Linked DNA regions of Zea mays: region 1 is linked to region 2. The links are chromatin contacts, called in public Hi-C maps. All regions are on one chromosome and are shown on one strand. Each heading gives the region's core, a stretch centred on a gene start, on an enhancer-like site or on the middle of the called end of the contact. The rest is flanking DNA. Distances are from core to core; before and after follow the strand shown. Region 1 overlaps LOC103639174 (guanine nucleotide exchange factor SPIKE 1). Region 2 holds the start of LOC100383013.

Region 1 (5,797 bases), core at 708-3,207, 300 kb after region 2:
ATACCCCCTATGATATTTTGCATTTGTTCTCGTTGTTCGTCTACATAATTCTTAAGAGATTGTATCTCGTTTGTATTACTTACATTGGGAATATCTGGTGTGGGTCGGAGCGAAGCCGGATCCGTCGCCCGTTGTCGAATGACTTTATTGTTCCTGTCCACCTTGAAGTTGGCCAGGAACTTCGCCCTCGCCTCCTGAATCAGCTGCTCCTTATGCTCCTCGAACTGGAGCTGTTCGTCAGCCGGCAAGGTTTCCCAAGTCGGCTCTATAATGTTGCTGGGGGAGACTTCAGAACTATCCCTTGAACCGACCATTGAGGGCCGATTTGATGGGTCTAGACGTGTTTTTCCCCAGCGGAGTCGCTAAAAAGTATGTTGACGCCTTTTTCGGGCGCCAAACACTCAACAAGAACCAGCAGCGACGCTCTCTACACAGGGGCCGAACGGTCCACGGCCTGGTGCGAGGCTAGGGTTTCCTGCCTGATGGACGAACGGTCCGCGCGTGCGCAGAGGCGGCGGAAGATCGCCGGCGGCGCCTGGATCTTGCTCCAGGGAGGGACCCCGTCGGGGAGGAGAGATCCTAAGTGATGTCTAGGCTCGGGCAGACCGACCTAGACTCCTCTAATCGACGTAGAGTCGAAAAGAAGCGGAGAATTTGGGGATTGAGAGACTAAACTAGAACTAGACTAGAACTACTCCTAATTGTACATGAAATAAATGTGAAATAGAAGTGTTATTGATTCGATTGATAATTATAAATCGGCTGTATACCTCTCTATTTATAGAGGAGGGGGGCTGGACCCTTTACAAACTAATTTTCGAGCTAATTCCGCGAATCTAGCTAACAACCATAGCACAAAACTCGGAACCCTAATCTGTTCTGCGCACGCGCGGACCGTCCGGCCCCCAGGCGTGGAGCGTCCGGCCTCAGGACCGGACCGTCCGTAGCTTAATTTAGTGCCCAACATGCTTCAGCGCTAATCGATTACATCGGATAGATGAAATACGATTATGTGGATCGACACTTCGGCAGTGGCCCCACTAAGGGCTTGTTCGGTTAGCTCTCAATCCATGTGGATTGAGCGGGATTGGATGGGTTTGAATCCCAAACAAGTCAAACTTCTTCACAATTTTTCCAATCCCATCCAATCCATGTGTATTGGGAATAACCGAACAAGCCCTAACATGTACATCTCCATCTCTTATCTGTTTCTTTTTTTCTTCTACTTCAATTAAGCATGTGAGTTGTTGTTTGAAACGAACTCTCAATCAATCAAATATGCAATAATACTGATCACACACGTTATGTTTTTTTGTCTTTATACTTTGTAAATTAAAGTGTATCTAAAATCCGTGCTAAGTTCAACATCTCCGATCACATGGAGAGCTGGATTGGTGGTTTCGATAAAAATTGTCCATCGTGTGTACAAATACATCGTACTTGGAAGCGTGTTCAAGTTTCCAAAAACGTGGACAACCTTTTGCTCACGTGCACATTGCCGTACGTGTTGCACTTATTAATGGACATGCTGATGTGCAGGCAATGATGCCGATTAAGCTTGGAATTAGGGGGAAAGCAGCACGCGCCTACCTCTCGCACTGAAAAGTGGCCTACCATTCGCTGTGTTCTGATTAGCCGCGCTCTCGTTTTTTTTTCCCTCCCCTCAAAGCTTACCTCTGTCTGTCCTTCAAAGCGGCCTACCCTACGTACAGTTTCTACTACTACTAGGGAGGACGATGACCGCATCTGCTATCATCAATTTGCGCAAAGAAAAGACGCGCCGCTTTAAAGAACCAAAGAGCGCACAAAGCTGTTGCCGGCCGCTGCACTGCATGCCAAGTTCTGTTCTGTGTATAAAAGAGGTGGTGAGGCGGCGGGGTCGTGGAGGTACGGTCCTGATGAAACAACAGGATCAGATTTTGGCAGTTGGCGTAGACAAGCAGGACCGCGTAGGCTGCTATAGAACATGTGTCGGTCGGTCGGTACTACGGCGATCTCGGGCCATTGGCGCTCTGCACTGTGCAGTCTGTGCCGCCATGATTGTTGACCTGTGAGCATGCATGCATGCTGCTGCTGCTGCTGCCCTAGATCGACAACAGGAACAGGCAATGTCAATCTGGAGATGACCTAGCTATTTCAAATCCAACTTCCAAAGATGACCGGGATCAGATCAGACAACCCATCCTTAAACTACCCGAATAGCGGTGCACGAGCACGAGCACGATCATTGGGTCCACACACACTCTTGGGGATTTTTTCGCAAAGCGGCGACGAGGCGACTGCCCTGCCCGCCGAGCTCGCTCGCTCGCTCGCCGAAAGGGTTGGAGAGTGGAGCGGTCGCCAGCAACACCTCGCCGCTGCTTCCGCCTTTACATCACGTCGAGACTGCAGACTGCAAAGGCAAGGGGCACGCCGCACGGTGTGGGGCGCACGTACGTGCTGCGTCTGCGTGCCGGTGCCGAGGCTGCTTTTAAAGGAGAGCTGGCCGCAGAGAAATTCATCCGAGCTACAGCTAGGCCGAGAGATGCAGAGGGCCGGGCCTCCGCACCGGCGACCCGGGCCCCCTGCTCAGCTCCGATCGAGCTGCTGCTGCTCCACTCTGCCGAACGGCAGCGCGCGCCCTCTGGCTCTGCGTCTGCGGTCTGCCCCTCGGCACGGCACGGCACGGCAGTCGTCATCGTCAGTGTGATTCAGCTCCCATGTGCCCGCGCCCAGTCGCTGCCTGTCCTCGCGACGCGCGCATCCGGGGTGGCATGGCAATCATGAAAGTGAGATAGAAATGGGTGGATACCGGAGGATATTACTACTGCTGCCGCTCTGAGCCACGGTCACGGGGCACGGGAGCTGTCAAGGAAAGGCAGAGACGAGACGAGAGGGGTGTCGTGTTTTTTTTTACGTGCTCACTTTTGGGCGCTTTGAGGCAGGGAAAAAGCCAAAAAGCACGTCATGTGCGTGCGCGAAAGGGACCCTCTGGAATTCAGGATCCGATGAAGGTGGAACCGGAAGATGAACAGCAAGGGGAAGCATTCGCGCTGCGCCCACCTCACCTGCTCTAAAGCTCATCAGTTGCAAACAGCATGAGCTAGAGAGGTTTATCCTTCAAGAGTCTAGACTTCACTCGAGTGATTCAAGGCCTCCTCTTACCTAACTTTTCTGTACAATCCAAAGATCTACATAGCCTTCTTCCCTGCGGCAAGGTTAGGTTTAAGTTTTCATGGTCCATGGGTTACCTGAACCCGAAAAGTTTACAAGGATTACGAGAGAAAAGCCTAGCCCAAAAGTTTACAAAGGATTACGACGTTTTTTTAGACGTCGTGCGCCCTCACATCACATGCTGCCGGAGATGACTTCGTACTTTATAGGGAAGACTGAAGAGGGGAACCCTTGGCTTGTCTACAGCCGAAATGAGTTCGTAATTTTGTACCAGTACAGAGGCATTGCACTGTGAGTTAGAACCATGGATCTGTACTTGCCTGGAGACAAATGGTATTATGTTAATGTTCAGAGATATGTAGACAGTTCATAGCTATGCACTTGCATTACGAGGCCACGTTAAAGTGCACTGGTCATTTTTATTCCATTTTACTTTTATTGCGTTCATTTTGTGAGACCAATTTCTCATTGTTGCAATTAAACGTATTGCTTACGTTGCGCGTTTCAAATATAGGGTATTCAAGATGATGTAAAGTGTTGTGCGAAAGACAGATTTAGGAAGGAGGTAGGTCTAGGATGCTGCCCCCACCTCCCATGAGAATGCAGATCAAATTTAAGCGGGCTCCTTGAAATGTTCCAAATCTTGTTCAACCATGGAACATGAGCAATTTAAGGCGTCATTATACACTAGGAACAATAAACAAACTACAGTTATGGGAACGACTTCAATAACACAAGGCTTCAAATCGTGCATAAACAAATTGCGAGGATGCCCTCGACAGCAGCAAATTTCCTACAGGGAAAAAAATACATATCACCCAGAATAGGCACTATTGTATCACTACAGAACATTACATATAACTGTTGTAAAATGTCGGCTCGCTGTGATACAGTAGCAAACCGCAAAAAACATGGCACTCAGCATATAACTGGTGCATAACAGATAACACTAGGTTATACAAACTTTACACTCCAAAATCAGGAATCGGTGCAACTATACAACCAAAACTAATGGAAATATGGACATTTGGTGGGAACCTGCAACTGAAAGAATGAATCATTCACATGCTACCTAATTTCTGGCTTGTTACAGTTCTATCATAGCTCGGAGAGTATAGCAGGGATATAATGAGATAGCTCAGCGGTGAGTGACTGGAACCCATTGACAAGTTGGGTGTGGAATTCCTGGTCTTCTTCCCCTATCAATCTGAAATGCACACGGATTGCACGCTTGCAGACAGCCATGAATTCAAGCAATGCGGCGATGAGCTGCTGCAGTTCTTGGGATCTGAGCCTAGTTGCTGGCTCGCCAGATAAGAATGCAGTGCACACACTTAATACCCCACTGTTGACCTGCATGGTGATGTCAAAAGAATTGGCCAAAAGAAGCAAGAAAATGAGCAAACGGTAGTGACACTCATAAATCTTCCGAATTCTGCAAAAAGTAGATTCAGCCTCACCTGCACAGCCACACTTCCTTGGAGTATCCTTTGCAAGCTTTGAAGCCTTGGGAGTTGATCACCTTCAGAACTCCGTGGTTCTTCTAGTTCATTTCTCAATGCAGCTGTTCTTGTTTCGATCATTCCAATCGCATTCTCGACAGGAGAGAACTCCAGAGATTCAGATTTGGTGACTGGCAGACGGTTCACCAAAGCAGGAAAGGAACCCTCTGTCTGGAGCACAGTACGCCTCTTCCACTGGTCTTCTAGACCACCTTGTGTTTTTCCATTTTTTGTGAATGGTGTATCGAAAAGAAAACGGTCAAAAACACGTGCACGTACAGTACCAGTAGATAAAGAAAAAATCCTTTCCCTCCTGCTACCCAAGTCCTCATCCTCCATTACAGGATCAACAGCAGTGATCTGTAAATAGCAGACGCCAGGCTGCAACTCATCAGCATTGACTTGTCTAGAATCTGGAATTATATGTAAAGTGTGACTCCCATCCATTTTAACCTCATATATATGACTAAGCTTCTCCATAATATCACCAAGACGTACATCTCGTGGTTCTCTAAATACATACTCCTTTTTATTGAGCTTGCCGAAACGCTCACCATAGAAACCAACTCGGTAGTATGTGGCATCAATGAATGGTATAGGACTTGCCTCCTGTTCAAGAATTGACTCATAGATGTTTGTGAGTGATGTATGACATTTGGCCAGCTGTCCATAAGCCCTTCTGCTTTTATACACAGGAATTATGAGTTCCTGAATGCTTGCACAAAAATGATAAAGTTCAGCTTGTGTGAAGAGTTTATTGGCAAGTTGAAGATATTTAACCGCTGAGTCCACTGTTAATTTGGATGCACCATATCCCTCAACTTCAGCTGCAGATGCTTCTGCACTCACATCAGTGTTGACGATAGGGCAAATCTTGTGTAGCGAAGTAACATGCTCCTTGCTCCACACAGCATCATTCCTTCCAACAAGTGCCTGTAAGAAAGTCTCAGAGGTTATAACTTCATATATGTCAAGACTGCTGGAATAAAAGTTACTACAGGTGCAAAGATCACAACCTGCATGATCACGCCAGCTGCAGCAACTGCACATTGTGCTGCTTCAGCCCATGATTGCATCTCCTGGTGTGCATCACACAAATGCTGCAACCACATAATGTGAAGATCTGGAACGGGCGCATAGGC
Region 2 (6,110 bases), core at 3,139-5,638:
AAAATATGTGTTAGGATTTGGAGATCCATGTGAGCACTACCACAGGGTGTTCGTCCCATGTGTTATTGGCTCTTGCATGCATTAGGCCGTTTCTGAGACCACATTGGCGCAATAGACTCCATGGTGTTTGAAGTTGCTGAATTGGATGTAGCAGCAATGATTTATCACGCTAACAGTAAAAGGAAAAGTTATATGTTGGTTTTAAACGTTAGTAATTGCTACGAAGTACCATAATTGGTATGAAGTGCATACATTTTTTATTGATGCCTGACTTTAGCAACCACTATATATTTTGATCTATCTTTTTTATAAGTTTGAGTTCATGTGACTTATTTTTAGAAACTTGAGCTCACAAACTTTCTCTTATTTGGATTCTGTATGGTGGAATTATGTCGTTATATAATCTTTGTTCGTTCAGTCAGACGTTGTGAACTATCTTCTAATCGCTCTCTTCATTGACTGTGTTGTACCAAAACATTTTAGATGACGTAAACAACATCAGTTAGTCAAATCAAAAAATATTATGCGGAGAGCGAAGACAATAAATAAAAAATATTGACATGTTTTTGGTGGATAGTTTACATAGATATTGTTATGAGCCGTCGAAACGCACGGTTAACCGACTAGTGAACTATTTTAACAGTTACATGTATCTTTTCTAGCTAGTCGTATATGTCACGACATGAAGCCATAATTGATCCGCCGGCGCAAGCAAACGCCAAAAGGAGACTGTATTGTAGCGGCAGCGGTGAGCACGTTATGCATGCCGCGTCACCAAGCCATGCCGCCTGTCGGTGGAAGCACAGCAACAAATACGATGCCGGTATGCCACTAGCAGCGCCCTTTTTGCCTTTTCTTTTTTCTTGCAACAGACCGCTCGCTGAGATAGAGAGAAAAAAAAAAGCGCGCTGCTTTGAGCAATCAATGGCCTGCTGGTGGACGACATCCGACCGAGCCGTTGCCATGCCATCACGCGCGGAATGTTACGGCGATCACCCGGATCCTTTTTCATCATCCTTCCGTACAGGACACGAACACGACGGCATGCACCCAACGGCGCCGTGACCGATCAATTGCTTCGGACGTGTACCGCCGGCCACTGCGCGCCGTGCTGCCGTTCTCCGTCGCACCTAATTCAACCTTGTCCGGTTGTTCGCATTATTTACGATCCAGCGGCTAGCAATCGCAAAAGAAGACGGTACCCGTTGCCGGGGGACTATTTCGTGCAGGCAGCTACCTTTTCTCACGCCCTCTGTCAACCTCCTCACATGAGGTAGGCGGTAGGCCAATTGCTTTTGAGATCTTTCCCAATCCTACGGTTTTTTTTTTCTCTCTCGGTGAGGTTGTAGGTGAAAGACTGGAGCAGGTCGTAAGTTCTTTTCACATGCATGTGCCGTGCAGCCTTCGGGCTTGTTGGTTTGTGCTGGATTGGTGGATCGGAACCGGATTGCTTCTCTAATTTATATAAACTTTGATTAGGCCCTGTTCGGTTTCACCGGAATAGACCAGGATTTATTTCAGCTCATCAAAACTTATATAAATTAGAGAAGTAATCCGGCTAGGAATCAATCCGGGACTCCAATCCCTAACAACCGAATAGGGCCTTAGCTGGAACGATTCCAAGTGCAATCCGATAGAAACGAACAAGGCTTTCAGCTCGACCTTATTACCGCCCCGCAAGATGCTAATCACGATTCGACTATCTCGATAAAACTGCCTTTTGGAGTCTGTCTCATTGATGGTCGGTATAGTTTTATTTTAGACAATTATATACTTAGTTTTTTGTTACCAGCATGTGGAAGACACGAGCTGCATAAATGAATGCAAAGTAAGATATTTTGAAGTTATTTTCATGATCTACTTGTACACTTAAACTTACAGTGTCCTACCGGCCTGGTTGCGTGCAGGCTGTGAACCAATTACGCGGTAAGGATGCGTGGGAGACTTTAATGAGGCTATCTGCAGTGGTTATCCTCCTAAACTTTTCCCTCTATATCACTTTTTTGTGTCACATCATCAACTTTTCATCCACTACTTTTTCATCTCCCGCAGCGATTCCCCCTAAATACTTCTCCTATACCCCACTACAACCATAAAATATTATTTCCCATAACTATTCATTATTCATTACAATTTTTTGTCAACTAACAAACAATAACGTAGACAGAAATCGAGCGTAGAGGGCTGCCAACCACTCCTCCAAATCTAGAGGACCACTATACGCCTCTCTTGAACTGTAGCGCAAAGGGGAGTGTTTAGTGTTTGCTGTTGCAGGGGAAGAGTGACGCCAAACGCGTACAGGCGTAGAGAGGGAAGCCGTCACGGGATGCATTGCAGGTAGTCTGACCACGAACTTTGGAGGGGTTTGAATACAGGAACTAAACATTAGATGTTTGAATGCTAGTTAGAATTACTAATATAATTTAATTACAAAATTAATATATATGAGGACATGCACAATCCACATAAATAAGTCGTATTTTAAAGGGTGCCAAAGGGTAAAGTGTAAAACACACGCACAAAACGTATTTTGATAAAGAAACGTCTCTAACACGATTCCACCTATACAACCCATATACATGACCTGTATCTTGACGACTTCTAGTAAATATGATACGAGACTTAGATGCATTTGGTGGTACCATAAGATAATATCTATTTTGTACATGCACTGAATACTAAACAACAAGACAACCCTAGTAAGTATAATTAATTTATGATTTATCTATACAATACTTTAGATTTAATAAATTCGTTTTAGCATGTGTGTAATTAGTTATGTTTTTAGTCTGTATTTAATAGTCATAACTAGCTTTCAAACATCTAACTAACTCCAACAAAACCTCTAAACAGTCTTCTAAATTTAGAGGACGTCGCTAGATCCTCTATATATAGAGTTTCTCTCTCTCCCACTCTATCCATTTTCATACTTTACACAATAGATTTAGTAAAACTAAAATCTGTATAATATATTTGAAAGTATGATAAACACGTATGTACAAAATTTAAAAGTAAAATATTCTTCAATATCGATATTTATGTATAAAGTATGAGATACAGAAAACGCTGATGAAGACGAAGAAGATATAAATGAGATAATATTTTAAGGCTAGTTTGAGAGCCACAAAACCGGAGGGGATTCGAGGGGCTAGTTTGGAAGCCACAAAAACGAAGAATGAGATTCTAGCCCCTCCAAATAAGAAGGGGATTTTAGTCCCTCCAATACCATCATTTTTTGTGGTTCCCAAACTAATCCTTAGAGGAGAATGTAAAAGATAGATATAGAGGATAAATTTAGAGAACATTAAGGGCATGTTTGGTTCGTTGTCTAACTTACCATATTTTACCTAACTTTTTTTGACTAATGTTAGTTCTTCAATTCGGACGACTAACCTTAGGGTTTGTTTGATTTGGCTTTTGGTTTTGACTTTTGGCCCCTAAAAGCTAAACCAAAGAGCTGGATCTAGGAAACAATTTTTTTTTCGAAAAGCCGACTTTCTCGCAGTGCAAAATTGAAAGCATCACTGGACGTGCTTTTAGTGACTTTTGGATGAAACAGTGAAAACATATATCGAAAAATCTTTTAACGGTTAGCCACTGGCCTTGAGTCAAAATCGAAAACACCACTTTCCCACAACCAAACAAACCAATTTAGACAAAGTGTGACACAGTTACCCACCAATCAAACAGCCCTAAAACAGCCCTGAGTCTCATATATGTCACGGCTCCCTTCCTTCCGTGCATGAATGCACCACGCTGACAAGATCTGTCCGTGACGCCGCTGGCCTGCTCCTTCTCCGCGACGCCGTCGTCGCGCGCGCCTTTCTCAGCGACACCGTCTTCTTGCTCCTCTTTCTCCACGACGCCGTCGACCGTCGTGCTGGTCCTCCTTCTCCATGGTGCCACTACGCTCGTCCGCCTCAACGGCGGCGGCTCACTGCTGCCTGCCTGCTTTTTGGGCTTCGTAGCCTCTCAACCAGCAATGGCGTGGCCGAGTTGAGTAGGTAGACTGTACTATTGCGTGTTTGTTTTTGAGGACGGCACTGGAATGTTACGCTGCCTCGGGAGGCATATGCGCCAACGTTGATTGAGCTTGGCGTTAATGAAGCGTGACGCAGAAGGAGAAAGGAGACGTTGGGAGGGAGTAGATGCCTTTTCTCATCGGGGTTGATTTTAAAGCACTGATGGAAATGTTCACCAGGTTAGTGTAAACCAAACAGTCCATGTGCCGCACGGAACGCCTCCCCGCCGACCGACGGGACCCCAGGCAGCACGGAGCACGGGCACACGGACACGAAAACGAAACACCACACCGTGTCAGTTCCCCCACTACATTCCTCCGCCATTTAAACGCGGGTTCCCCGTTTGTCCCTTTTCCTCGCGTCCACCACTCCACCTCCATCCATCACTGGAGCTCCCCAGAAAAAAAGGCACCAGGCAATTCCCGATTAGCATCTCGAATTCGCGATATGACCTGCGGCGGCGTCAGACCGGATGCGGGAAGCTAGTGTTCCATTCCATCTGGTGAGGGACTCGTCTGCTGCTATTTTTCTGTCCGTATTTCTGGGGGCTTTTCGTTGCGGTTTTCAGGTGGCTCTGCTTCGTCTCGCAGCATTGGGGCGGGTCGGCGAGCGGCTGCTGTCGCCTCTGTATCCGAGTCCTGTCGGCTGGATCTCGGGGGCTCTGGGTTCTAGATTTTGCATTCTGTTAGTTATTACTTGGTTGGATTTGGGGTTTGGATCCGGGAGTTTCGGTGGTGCCAAATAGGTTAGAGAGGGATTTGATACCGTTTAAGCAATGCGGCCGTTGCTAGATTTGGTAGATCTGAAGACGGACAGTTCGAATTTGGTTAAACTTTAAAAGTTGGACAACTCAATCGTTAGTTACTAATAATCTCTCTGTGTGTGTGATTTGGTATCCTGATGAAGGATGCTGGTGTGTATTGGTTTTGGTTTTGAGTTCAGTACCTCTCCCCTCTTCTGGATTGCGTATTCCCTCGGTTGATGTAGAAAATGACTGGTACAGATCTGACACTTGGAGCATATAGGGTTATACGTTCTGGTACGATTACCATCCGTGGTTTATCGTTTGTATTTTGACCGATTTGTTTTGAACATGTTTCCTTGTGCAGGTTCCTGAGGTTTATCTGTTCTTCGTATTGTTTGCAGGGCTTTGAAGTAGATAAGGAGCTGACTGTTTATATCAGTTCCAGTGTTGAAAGTGGCAACTATTAACGTGTGCATAAGCAAAATGGATAGGGAACTTGCTAGCGACATGGAGCTTGATTCTGTTGTCTTCCAAGTATCCTCGCCTGACAACAGGTTAACACTTGCTACTTGCTGGATTTATCAGTTGCATTTGTGCATCACTTGATCACTATTACTCAACCTCTGCGTTTAGGCCCCTGTTTGGAATGTAGTGCTTAGATTTTTTGAAACGGACCGGTCCCAACCCCAAGAAGAGGTTCCACACATCTTAAAAGTTTGAAGGAACTTTGCCTCGGTTTTTTCACTGCATCTAGTCGAGCACAGGAACTGCTTCTCTTTGGTGTAATGCTATGCTGTCATCTTTAAAAACTGGGTATAAAGCTTAACTCTACCCCTGTTGTGAAACCTTTCATGCACAGGTATGAAGCAATTGCTTGCAGTAAGGGAAAAACAGAACTGATAGCTTCTGGTCCTTTTGACCAGTTAGTTCTGCACCTGGAAGATGCCAAAACATTCCAATCTTGTTCATCAAGTGGTACTTTTAAACTGTTATTGGCTGGGGATGGAAAAGACTCTTCCTGGTTTACCAAATCCACCTTGCAGAGGTACTTGCAGCCATCCTATTTGCTTATGGTTATGTCAGCTGTAATGACTAAATTGAACTACTACACCAGATTTTTGCATATCATAAGTTCATTTGATACATCAAAATCGGTCAATGGAGTTTTAGACGAGATGTCACAGCTGGAGGAAACAAGAAAGTTTCATCAATCACTTTATGTTAAGGTATCACTTGTTTGCGTAAATAAAAGTTTCAGCTAAGTTCACTTTTAACACTTCACCGCACATGCCATTAATAATAGAGACACATTTGTTTCGCAGGAGCAACAGAATGTTATTAGT

Evidence for each region. Hi-C and Micro-C count contacts between places; a contact is called where the count stands out from the background.
Region 1: a Hi-C map of tassel shows a contact between it and region 2, with 3 times the contacts expected there. The contact joins the enhancer-like site here to the promoter of LOC100383013 in region 2. A contact is called at or near these places in 2 of 25 Hi-C or Micro-C datasets (leaf and tassel).

What each region holds. Positions count from the first base shown.
Region 1 is chr9:137,973,989-137,979,785 of Zm-B73-REFERENCE-NAM-5.0, forward strand. It overlaps LOC103639174 (guanine nucleotide exchange factor SPIKE 1), which reads right to left. Exons shown (of 31, transcript XM_008661964.3): 29 at 5,672-5,797; 30 at 4,614-5,588; 31 at 3,865-4,506. The coding sequence ends at 4,252. Among protein-coding and RNA genes, the nearest start is that of LOC103639174, 30 kb to the right of the region's middle. Within about 2 kb of position 1,958, at least 14 of the 20 cell types and tissues checked have an H3K27ac peak or open chromatin away from gene starts, as enhancers often do. A contact at or near this core is called in tassel, where this site is marked.
Region 2 is chr9:137,671,743-137,677,852 of Zm-B73-REFERENCE-NAM-5.0, forward strand. LOC100383013 reads left to right here and starts at 4,389. Exons shown (of 11, transcript NM_001326593.1): 1 at 4,389-4,524; 2 at 5,169-5,321; 3 at 5,627-5,812; 4 at 5,882-5,993; 5 at 6,090-6,110. The coding sequence starts at 5,251.